Linked DNA regions of Capsicum annuum: region 1 is linked to region 2. The links are chromatin contacts, called in public Hi-C maps. All regions are on one chromosome and are shown on one strand. The core of a region is the stretch at or near the end of the contact, and the rest is flanking DNA. Distances in the headings are between cores, read along the strand shown.

Evidence for each region. A called contact is a pair of places that touch in the nucleus more often than the background predicts.
Region 1: a Hi-C map of leaf shows a contact between it and region 2, with 2.3 times the contacts expected there. The contact joins the enhancer-like site here to the promoter of LOC107853744 in region 2. A contact is called at or near these places in 3 of 5 Hi-C or Micro-C datasets (bud, leaf and placenta).

What each region holds. Positions count from the first base shown.
Region 1 is chr7:78,734,839-78,740,000 of UCD10Xv1.1, reverse strand. All of the region lies in intron 7 of LOC107853747, which reads left to right. Among protein-coding and RNA genes, the nearest start is that of LOC107853747, 19 kb to the left of the region's middle. Within about 2 kb of position 1,745, at least 3 of the 5 cell types and tissues checked have an H3K27ac peak or open chromatin away from gene starts, as enhancers often do. A contact at or near this core is called in bud and leaf, where this site is marked.
Region 2 is chr7:78,639,549-78,644,507 of UCD10Xv1.1, reverse strand. It overlaps LOC107853744 (3-oxoacyl-[acyl-carrier-protein] synthase II, chloroplastic), which reads left to right and starts at 2,142. Exons shown (of 14, transcript XM_016698726.2): 1 at 2,142-2,807; 2 at 4,044-4,249; 3 at 4,323-4,526; 4 at 4,814-4,924. The coding sequence starts at 2,522.

The DNA of each region.
Region 1 (5,162 bases), core at 496-2,995, 96 kb before region 2:
TATCATACATTCATTTTTCAGCCATCGCAATCAATACCTCCAAAAAACTACCATCAACCAACTTCACAATCACCACCACCGCTACAGTCATAACAGTCACTACAATACTAATCATTTCTGTCATCACCACCAACATTACTAGTCACATCAATCATTACCACCACCAACACCAGTACAAACCATCTCTACTATCACTAGCAAATATAAATATTTTTTTTGAATCAAATAATAATTTTGTTGTATTAATTCAAATATTTTCGTAATATACAATTAATTTTTTATTATATAAACAAATAATAAATTTTGCACATTAGATGTTGAAAAACAAACAGTTTTAATCATTCAGTTTTCAGATCTGAACAACATCTTAATCATTCATAGAGGCATTCAGATGTTTGAATCATAATAAAACAAATGCAGCCAAAGTTTTACTTCATACAATTACCCTCCTTCCGCTTTCTTAGCCCTGACAATTAGTTTTTAGGCAGCTCTGTTACAGGTGTGATCCTTTGAAGATTCATATTGCCATTACTGAAATGAAGAACTACTTTGTTTGGGTAACGTAAACACTTTAGTTAACTTTACAAGTTGATTATGAGGCAAACCAAGCTAAAAATAAGGACCAGGTACAAAAGTAAGGGACTTGACGCACTACTGAAGGATCAGGAAGTCTAGCAAGTCCCGATATTTGACATGCTAATTACAATGATTCCCCTACATCAGAAGTATAAATTTTGTATACATCTAAATAACACAAGGAATGTGATCTTTTTTTCTCTTCAAAATATCGTATTCCTTTCTAGCCAGACTATTCATATGCTACTTAAACTGTCTTCAACATCTGCCTCTGGCATTGATCTATTTTCTACTGCTGCAACTGTTCGAGAGTTGCTTTAAGTTTTGTTGCATCATTTCAATAAACTCCGGAGAGAGTTCACATATCTTCCAGATCTTGTTGACACAGATTTATCTTCTTTCTGTTGCGCACTTTAACTACAATATTGTTCTGGGAGCCCCCCAATCCCCCCACCCAACCAACCAAGAGGCTTCTAGTTTGTTTCTTTACTGCAAATGTTATTAGGACCAAGTACATGTTCACCAGCATCTTGAGGTGACAAAATTAGCATATGAAAAAAATTAATCCACCTCGACTCACTCATTTATTAACTTAGGTCATCATTTCAATCCATTCAAATTTAATTCATCTAAAAGTTGGGCTGATTTGGGCTTAGATATTTTGAGCAATTTTTTTTTTTGTTTTGGTTTCTCATCCGATATCCGGTACCCGCATTGGAGTCCGACTAATTCGGATTCGCGCCGGTAAGGCCTTATTCGGGGGGTAGCGCTCTCTACCAAGAATTTTTTCTTACTCAGGGCTCGATTGAGCGAATTGACCTACAAAACACTTTATCAAAATATAAAAAGGTATAAAAAGGGGAATTTTGGGGAAAAATATATATATCTCAACACGACCCTTTGCACTCACGTAGTCACATTTTTCTGTTTACGCTTGCATATTCAACCTTTCTTTGAAACAACTTTATATGCCTTTACTTATACAATTGTATTTATATCTCCACGAAATGACTACAAATTTTGTAGACAACCTCCTTAGACTATTTCTAACAAGCTTAAACAACCCTGATATTTCTCACAAAAATCACTTGAAATTAAAATTGCTTAAACAACCCTGATATTTCTCACAAAAATCACTTGAAATTAAAATTTACTTCTCTCGGGCTTCCTCACCAATAATACTAAATGATTTTCACCACCTAAATCATACCATATCAATACACTCAAGACCTTTAACACAACAACAAATGGAGTTTGTTTACTGTCAATCAAGAAACAGTTGGGTTGACAAAGAAATGGCCCGTCTTTCGAATTACATACAACGCGGGCCAATTTGGGTAAGGGCGGAAAAATACGTAAAATAACATTGGATGGCCTTCATACTGGGTGGCTTTAGTTTTTTGTCCAAAAAGAAACTAGTCTTTTTATGTATAGTATAAGTACATTTTTACCTCTCTACACTTTAAATGTCTTAAAACTTTTTTGCTCATTTATCTCTCGATTTTTATTTGTTTCTTTTTTTTCACTTTTTATCTTTCCTTGATTTTTTTTTCTTATTTTAATTCATTTGTCTCAATCTTTATTTTTTTTCCTCTAACATTATCTATTTCTTCATTTTTTCATACTTTGTTTTTTTTCCTTCTCATTTTTATTTTCCTCAATCTTTATTTTTTTTCTTTTTTCTATTTTCTTTTATTTTTTATTCTTCTATTTTTACTAAACCTTTATTTTTTTCTCAATCTTGTTTCTCTTTTCTCTATTTTTTTTTCTCAATCTTGTTTCTCTTTTCTCTATTTTTTTTTCTCAACTTCTATTATATTTTGCTAATTAATAGAAAATTGGATAATTCGTAAAGAGATCTTTGACATGAAAATAAATTTAAGGGCATGACTTGTTGTTTAGAAGTCATTTGGGATAAGTCGTGCCTCTAAGACAAAAGTTATAGCACATCTCATAAAACAAAACACAATGTGGTAGTGTCAAGTCTTTCTCGTAGGGGCACAACTTGTTGTTTGAAAATTCTTGAGTTAAGTATTGCCTCTAAGGCAAGAGTTATAGAACTGTCAACACTTGTCCATTGAGCGTAAATTATTTTTTTGGGAGTTTCTTGAGCTAAGTCTTGTCTTAGAGGCGAGACTAATAAAATATCTAATAAATCAAAACACAATGTGGTAGAGTCAAGTCTTGCTCGTGGGGTATAACTTGTTATTTGAAAATTTTTTAGTTAAGTATTGTCTCTAAGGCAAGAGTTATAAAACTATCAACACTTGCTCATTGGGCGTAACTTATTTTTTTGGGAGGTTCTTGAGTTAAGTCTTGTCTTAGAGGTGAGACTAATAAAACATCTCATAAATTAAACACAATATGGTAGTGTCAAACTCTTATCCATGAGGCGTAGCTTGTGGGCTAAGTCTGACCTCTAAGGCAAGAGTTATAGAATATCTTATAAATCAAGACACGATGCGATTGTGTCAACTCTTGCTCATGGGCCGTAACTTGTTGTCTGAAAGTCCTTGGACTAAGTCATGCGTGTCAGGCAGGAGTTCTAGAACATCTCATAAATCAAAACATAATGTGATAGTTTCAATTCTTATCCATGGGCATAACTTGTTTAAAAGTAAAAAAAGAGTAGCCTGAAGCACTAAAGCTCTCGATGTGTGCAAGGTCTGAGGAAGGGCTCCACCACAAGGGTGTGTTATACGCAGTCTTACCTTGCATTTCTGTCAGTGGTTGTTACCAATTGTTTGAAAGTCCTTGATTTATAAAATATCTCATAAATCAAGACATAATATGGTAGTCTCAACTTATTGTACGATGGAGGGAAGACCCGAGTGAGGACGGCGGGAGGAGACTCGGAGCATTTTCGGTCGAGACAGGGTTGCATCAGGGATCGACTCTTAGTCCATTTCTTTTTAAGTTGGTGATGGATGTGTTGACGCGGAGTATTCAAGGCGAGGTGCCTTGGTGTATGTTATTTGCAGATGATATAGTGCTGATTGATGAGACGCGGGTGGGGGTGGGGGTGGTGGTGGTGTGAATGACAATTTGGAGGTTTGGAGACAAACCCTTGAGTCTAAGGGGTTTAGGTTGAGTAGGTACAAGACAGAGTATTTGGAATGCAAGTTTAGTGACTCGAAGATGGAGGACGAAGTGATGGTGAGGTTGGACTCCCAGGATGTTTGTAAGAGGGATTAGTTTTAAGTATCTTGGGTCTATGATCCAGGGAAATGGTGAAATTGATGAGGATGTTTCTAAACGTATTGGAGCAGGTTAGATGAAATGGAGGCTCGCTTCGGGAGTGTTGTGCGATAAGAAGATGCCCTTTAAGCTTAAAGACAAATTTTAGAGAGTGGCAGTTCATCCAACCATGTTGTATGTAGCGGAGTGTTGGCCAGTTAAGCACGTTCACATCCAAAAATTGAAAGTGGAGGAAATGAGAATGTTGCGTTGGATGTGTGGGCTTACTAGAGAGGACAGAGTTAGGAATGAGATTATCCGGGAGAAGATGGGAGTGGCTTTGGTGGAGGATCAATGTAACTCTGATCTGGTTGCTGAATCATGAAGGATATAGTAGCCAAAGCATCAGTAAACTCATTTTGTATCCTCGAGATATGTCGGAAATCAACTTCCTTAAATCTTCCACACAAATCCTGCACCAGCTCTACATAAGGAATAATCTTGGAGTTCGTTACCGCCCATTTCCCCCGTACCTGGTGAATCAGCAAATCTAAGTCTCTGATGGCTAGCAATTCACGAACACCCATATCAAGTGCCAACTTGAGACCTAGGATGCAGGCCTCATATTCAGCCATTTTATTGGTACACGGAAAGAGCAACTTAGCGGTTGCTGGATAGTGTTGGCCTATTTCTGACACCAAAACTGCTCCAATTCCTGAGCCTTTAAAGTTGACCACTCCATTAAAGAATAATCTCCATCTAGGGTATATCTCTGTAATGTCTTCTGCCACGAATAAATTCTACTCATCTGGGAAGTAAGTACGAAGTGGCTCATATTCATCATCAATCGAATTCTCTGCTAAATAATTGCTAAGGCTTGCCCCTTGATTGCCTTTTGAGTCACACACACAGTGTCGAACTCACTCAGCAACATTTGCCATTTAGCTAACTTTCCCGTAGGCATGGCTTTCTGGAATATATACTTCAATGGATCCATTCTGTAAATGAGATATATTATGTATGAGGATAGATAATACCTCAACTTTTGTGGGGCCCAGGTCAAAGCACAATATGTCCTTTCTATAAGAGTGCAGCGAACTTCATATGGCATAAACTTTTTACTCAAGTAGTAGATTGCTTTCTCTTTCTTACCGGTCCCATCATGCTGCCCGAGACACACTCGAGAGTATTTTCTGAGACTGACAGGTAAAGCAACAACGGACTTCCTTCCCTTGGTGGAACCAAAATAGGCGGAGCGGACAGATATTCCTTGATTCTGTCAAAAGCTTTCGAACATTCTTCTGTCCATTCATTCAATGCATCTTTCTTCAACATCTTGAGAATTGGCTCACATATGATTGTTGACTGGGCAATGAACCTGCTAATGTAATTCAAACGACCCAAGAAAC
Region 2 (4,959 bases), core at 893-3,392:
GGGCTGTCGAAAACAACCTCTCTACCTCTTTTTAGGTAGTGGTATGGACTGCGTACACTCTACCCTTCCCAGACCCCACTATGTGTGAATATACTAGGTTTGTTGTTGTTGTTGTTGTATCTATGATGTATTTCTTTATTGAATTTTTAATTCCGTAGATCTTGATGTGGTTCATAGAGGTAAAATCAAATACTAATAATTTACCATGTTTGATGCGGGTTTATAATATAAAATTTTGGAGAAAATTAAACCAGCAAACTGGTGACCGTAATATCCATGGTCACCAACTAATTGGATCAATAAAGATGACCGTTGCAAAATATAGGCAGCAAAAAAAATGGAGTCTCCTCATGAATAGGAAGAGCTTAACCCTTTCAAAAATATCACTAGAAAGCTTTAAATGAAGAAGGGCACAATGACCAAAGGTGAGATTTTGGCATCCTATATGGAACAAGTTAAAAAAGATTTATTGAAAAATCTTGATCAGGAGTACACTTCAGATATGTCCATCTCTTTTGCAGGGAATTGCTTGGCTGACGAATCGCAGGATATCCAGAGTGATGAAGAAATAGATCTGGATGATTATTTGCTAAAATTCTAAACAACCATGGAAGAATCTTCTAGCACTGCAAAAAACAAAGGGGAAAAATGACATAAGAACATGGAAAATCCCGCCAATATTGAAATTATTGAAAGCTATGATGGCAGAAAAAATGAAAACAACTTAATGAAAAAGCAAGAGTCATTTATGAATAGTAAAGGACACTTAGCTTTTTGAAAAAACAAGAGTCGTTTATAAATAGTAAAGGACAATTGTGAATGGTAAGGGTCATTTCTTGTTTTGTCTTTTGTATAGAGCATCCATTATATAAGGAGCTCATTTTTATTTTTTTAGAGAAAAGTTTTCAGCACCCCTCTCTTTTGTACTCTCTCACCCTCTCTTGTAAAAATTCTGAGTGTGGAATAAAAGATCTTTACTTCTGAGCACAATCCATCCGTCTTAAGATTAATTTAAATTTTTATTTTATTTTAAATTTAATTTAAACTTTATTATCTCTAGCCTATGATGGGCTAAATTCTTAGTGTTGAGCTATAACAGAATATGTTATATGTATAAAATGACATCTTGTTATTAATAAGAATTGTAAACCTCCATTGTTGCAGAGGTCTTTATGTTAAGATGCTGCAGTTATGAGTCCAATCTTGGCATTAATGCCGGATGTTCCTGAAAAAACCGATTAGCCAAATGGGCGTGCAGGGTCGTAATTGGGACTTGATTTAAGATTTGATTTATTATCAAGGTTAAGTAGCATATAATGAAGGTACTTAGTGAAACAATGAAGCGATCCGGCAATATCTATGAGTCTCCATGGTTATGTACTGCTTTTTATGTGAATAAGTATGCAGAACCAAAATGAGGAGTTCCGAGGTTAGTTATCAATTACAAACATTTGAATAAAGTCCTCAAATAGATTAGATATCCAATTCCCAATAAGAAGAATTTATTAGATTGTTTGTATGATGCTCTAATATTTTTAAAATTTGATCTGAAATCAGGTTATTGACAAATTCAGCTATTAGAAACTGATAAATATAGAATTGCTTTCAATGTTCCAATGAGATAATTTGAATGGAATGTCATGCCTTTTGGACTGAAGAATGCTCCTTCAGAGTTTTAGAATATCATGAATGATATTTTTATGCCACATAGTAATTTTATCATTGTCAACATTGATGACATTCTGGTGTTCTTAAAGAACGTAGAAATACATTTTAAACATCTAGATCTTTTCAGAAAGATCATTATACAAAATGGCTTAGTAGTTTCGAGGCCAAAAATGTTTTTATTCTAGACCAATGTCAAATTTCTAGTTCACAATATTGACAAAGGAAAAATTATTCCCATAAATAGAAGTACTGAATTTGCTTCTAAATTTACTGATGAAATAACAGACAAAACCCAGTTGTAGAGATTTCTGGAAAGTCTGAATTATATATCTCCTTTTGTGGTAGATCTCAAAAAAGATACAGCTATCTTGTATGATAGACTGAATATTAATAGTTAAATTTAAATTTATAAAATATAACTAATAATATTAACTTAACAAAATAATTTTTTAGAGTGTTAAAATTAGTAAGGATAAAATAAAATGAAATGAAGCAAATAATAAAGAAAAGGATGAAATTAAAGCTTGGCTCAGAAATGCGGGACCAGAAATGCTTGGTAGTTTATAGTGAGCAGAGATACAGGAAAACGACAGCATTTTGGTTTCTTCATCTCTCTCAGATTGAACCAACCCCACGAATATAAGCCACCCGTACCCCTAACCCAGTTTCCTTTAATCTCTCCCCGTCCCTGCCCCTCGCCCCCTCCTCTTCTCTGCTCTGAAGTTGTTCTGAACTGAACTCTCCCCCCCTGCATTATTTAGCATTTGTGTTGGTTTATTTTTCTTGTACAGACTTTCAGTTGGCACAGCATTGAAAAGCATATATATAAAGGGGGTTGTATATTTTGATCGGAATGGCGTCATCGACGGTATCGTCATGGCTGATTGGGTCATGCATGTCAGTTGTTGAGCATGAAATAGATGGTTTCTTTGGGATTTCTAAGTCTAAATGCAAACGGGCTGCTGCTGTTGCTCCAACTAGAAGAAGAAGAAGGGTTTTCCTTGACACCAAATCCGACAATGTTCTTACTCACTTTTCCTCCTCTAATTCTTCTTTGTTTGTTGATAATTACTCCTCCTTTTTATTCTGTGGATCCGAAATGAGTAGGCGCACCAAACTCATTTCCTCTGCTCATACAGGTAATCATGTCTTTCTGCTTCATGTGCGGTTCTGATTCTTTTCGTTAAAATTAAGGTTGGGTGTGATTGGGTATGGGGCGGGGGAGAAAATCTTCATTTTTTAAATTCAGTTTTTTTTTTTTTTTAAAGAATTGGATTTTATCGAGATGGGAAATCATGCACCCAAGTTATGGCGTAGTGGTCGATGAAGTGGTTTGAGAATAATGAGGTTCTGGTTCAAATCTCAGCATAGACAAAAATACTATGTGATTCTTACAGAGTTATCGGGTATCACCTGGTATCTGTCATTTGGTGTGGGAGGTGACAGGTACCCTGTAGAATTAATCGAGGTGCCAGAAAGCTGACCAGGACACCATGGTTATAAAAAGAAAAAAGTCATGCATTTTGTTATTTTGGAGTGTGTCTACTGCTATTCTAAAGGCTGCAGGTTGGTTCTTATAGCCAGTTTTTGAGTCTGTCGTTCTGTTTATATTTTCCATTTTAAACAGCCCCAGGCCGGTGAAATTGGGTTTATAGATTATAATAGACTTACATTTGCCACCTCCTTTTGGCATTATGTCATGTGAAAAGTGTGCGAGTTCTGGGATAGGTCATGCAATTGGCTTGTAGCTTAATGTCTGCAAACTTGTTTCTTCTTTTATTTCGAGATCATGTCTGAACACATTAACTGTGGTTTCTTGGTTATTTCTTTGACCTACCGCTAGTATATTTTCTCATACTAAGTGGGAAATGTTTTACTGGAAAACATTTAATGGTTCTTTTCTAAAGTTTGGTTGGGTATAAGTAGGTGCTTATGATAATCAAACAAGGTGGAAGATAAAGTATGTGCATAATGTTGCATGATATTTTTTAGTATTAGAGATTGAAAACAGCGTGTTGGCTAGTTTAAGAGTTGTAATTATTGGGTGTATGTAAAGGAGTTTATTCTCCCCTTTTTTGGTACAAAATGGTTACCTTGCGATGACCAAATGTTAGAAAATGAGTTACCAAAAAAATGTTAGGAAATGAGTTACCAAAAAATGTTAGAAAACGATTTGATCATGGAATTTTTTTGGAAAATAGTATCCATCATTTCAAAAACTCCTGTGTCAACCTACACGATTGGGTATTCTTTGGAGTATTCCTCCCACAGAACTACAAAGTTGTAAATTTCTATATCATTTTCCAATATTCCTTCCTTTAAGCTATCAACTTTCCTGCTTATATTTTGATGTACTTGGCCGCTCCTTTTACTAGGGGAGGTAATGGCAATTGCTTCTCAACCAGCCATGGAAGTTTCACTAAAGAAGAAACCCCCAACAAAGGAAAGGCGAGTTGTTGTGACAGGAATGGGTGTGGCCACACCAATTGGTCATGATCCCCATGAGTTCTATGAAAACCTGCTTCAAGGTGTTAGTGGCATAAGTGAAATAGAAGCTTTTGATTGTTCACAGTATCCTACAGTACGTCTTCTCCTTGGGCCTGTTTTCTTCAACTTTAGTTATTTAGATGTTGATGTTGAGGTACATATTGCAGAGAATTGCTGGAGAAATCAAGTCTTTCTCAACTGATGGCTGGATTGTACCCAAACTTTCTAAGAGAATGGACAAGTTCATGCTTTACATGCTAATGGCTGGTAAGAAAGCACTTTCAGATGGTGGAATTACTGATGACATGATGGATGAATTGGATAAAAGAAGATGTGGAGTTTTAATTGGCTCTGCTATGGGTGGGATGAAGGTGATCCACTTTCCTTTTCTTTACTCATAAATCTGATGAAAATTTCTCTGGTAAAATATGCCAACTTTCTTTTTCCATTTTCTTTTGTTATTTATTATTTTTGGGATCAACTCTATTTGCTCTCCAACATTTGATGTATAATCGGAGAAATGGCCTGTACATGATTGCCCATGCATTGAAATCTCCTTTAATGAGAATCCCTTAGTAGAACAATATATAGGCACTTGAGTCTTTGCTAGGACCAAGCTAAGCGACTACTCACTAACTGACTTGCTTTACTTGAGCAGGTTTTTAATGATGCAGTAGAGGCTCTGAGGGTTTCCTATAGGAAGATGAATCCTTTTTGTGTCCCATTTGCAACTACAAACATGGGTTCTGCCATGCTTGCCATGGACCTGGTTAGTCAAAGCTATAAGTTTTCAGTTGCTAGCTG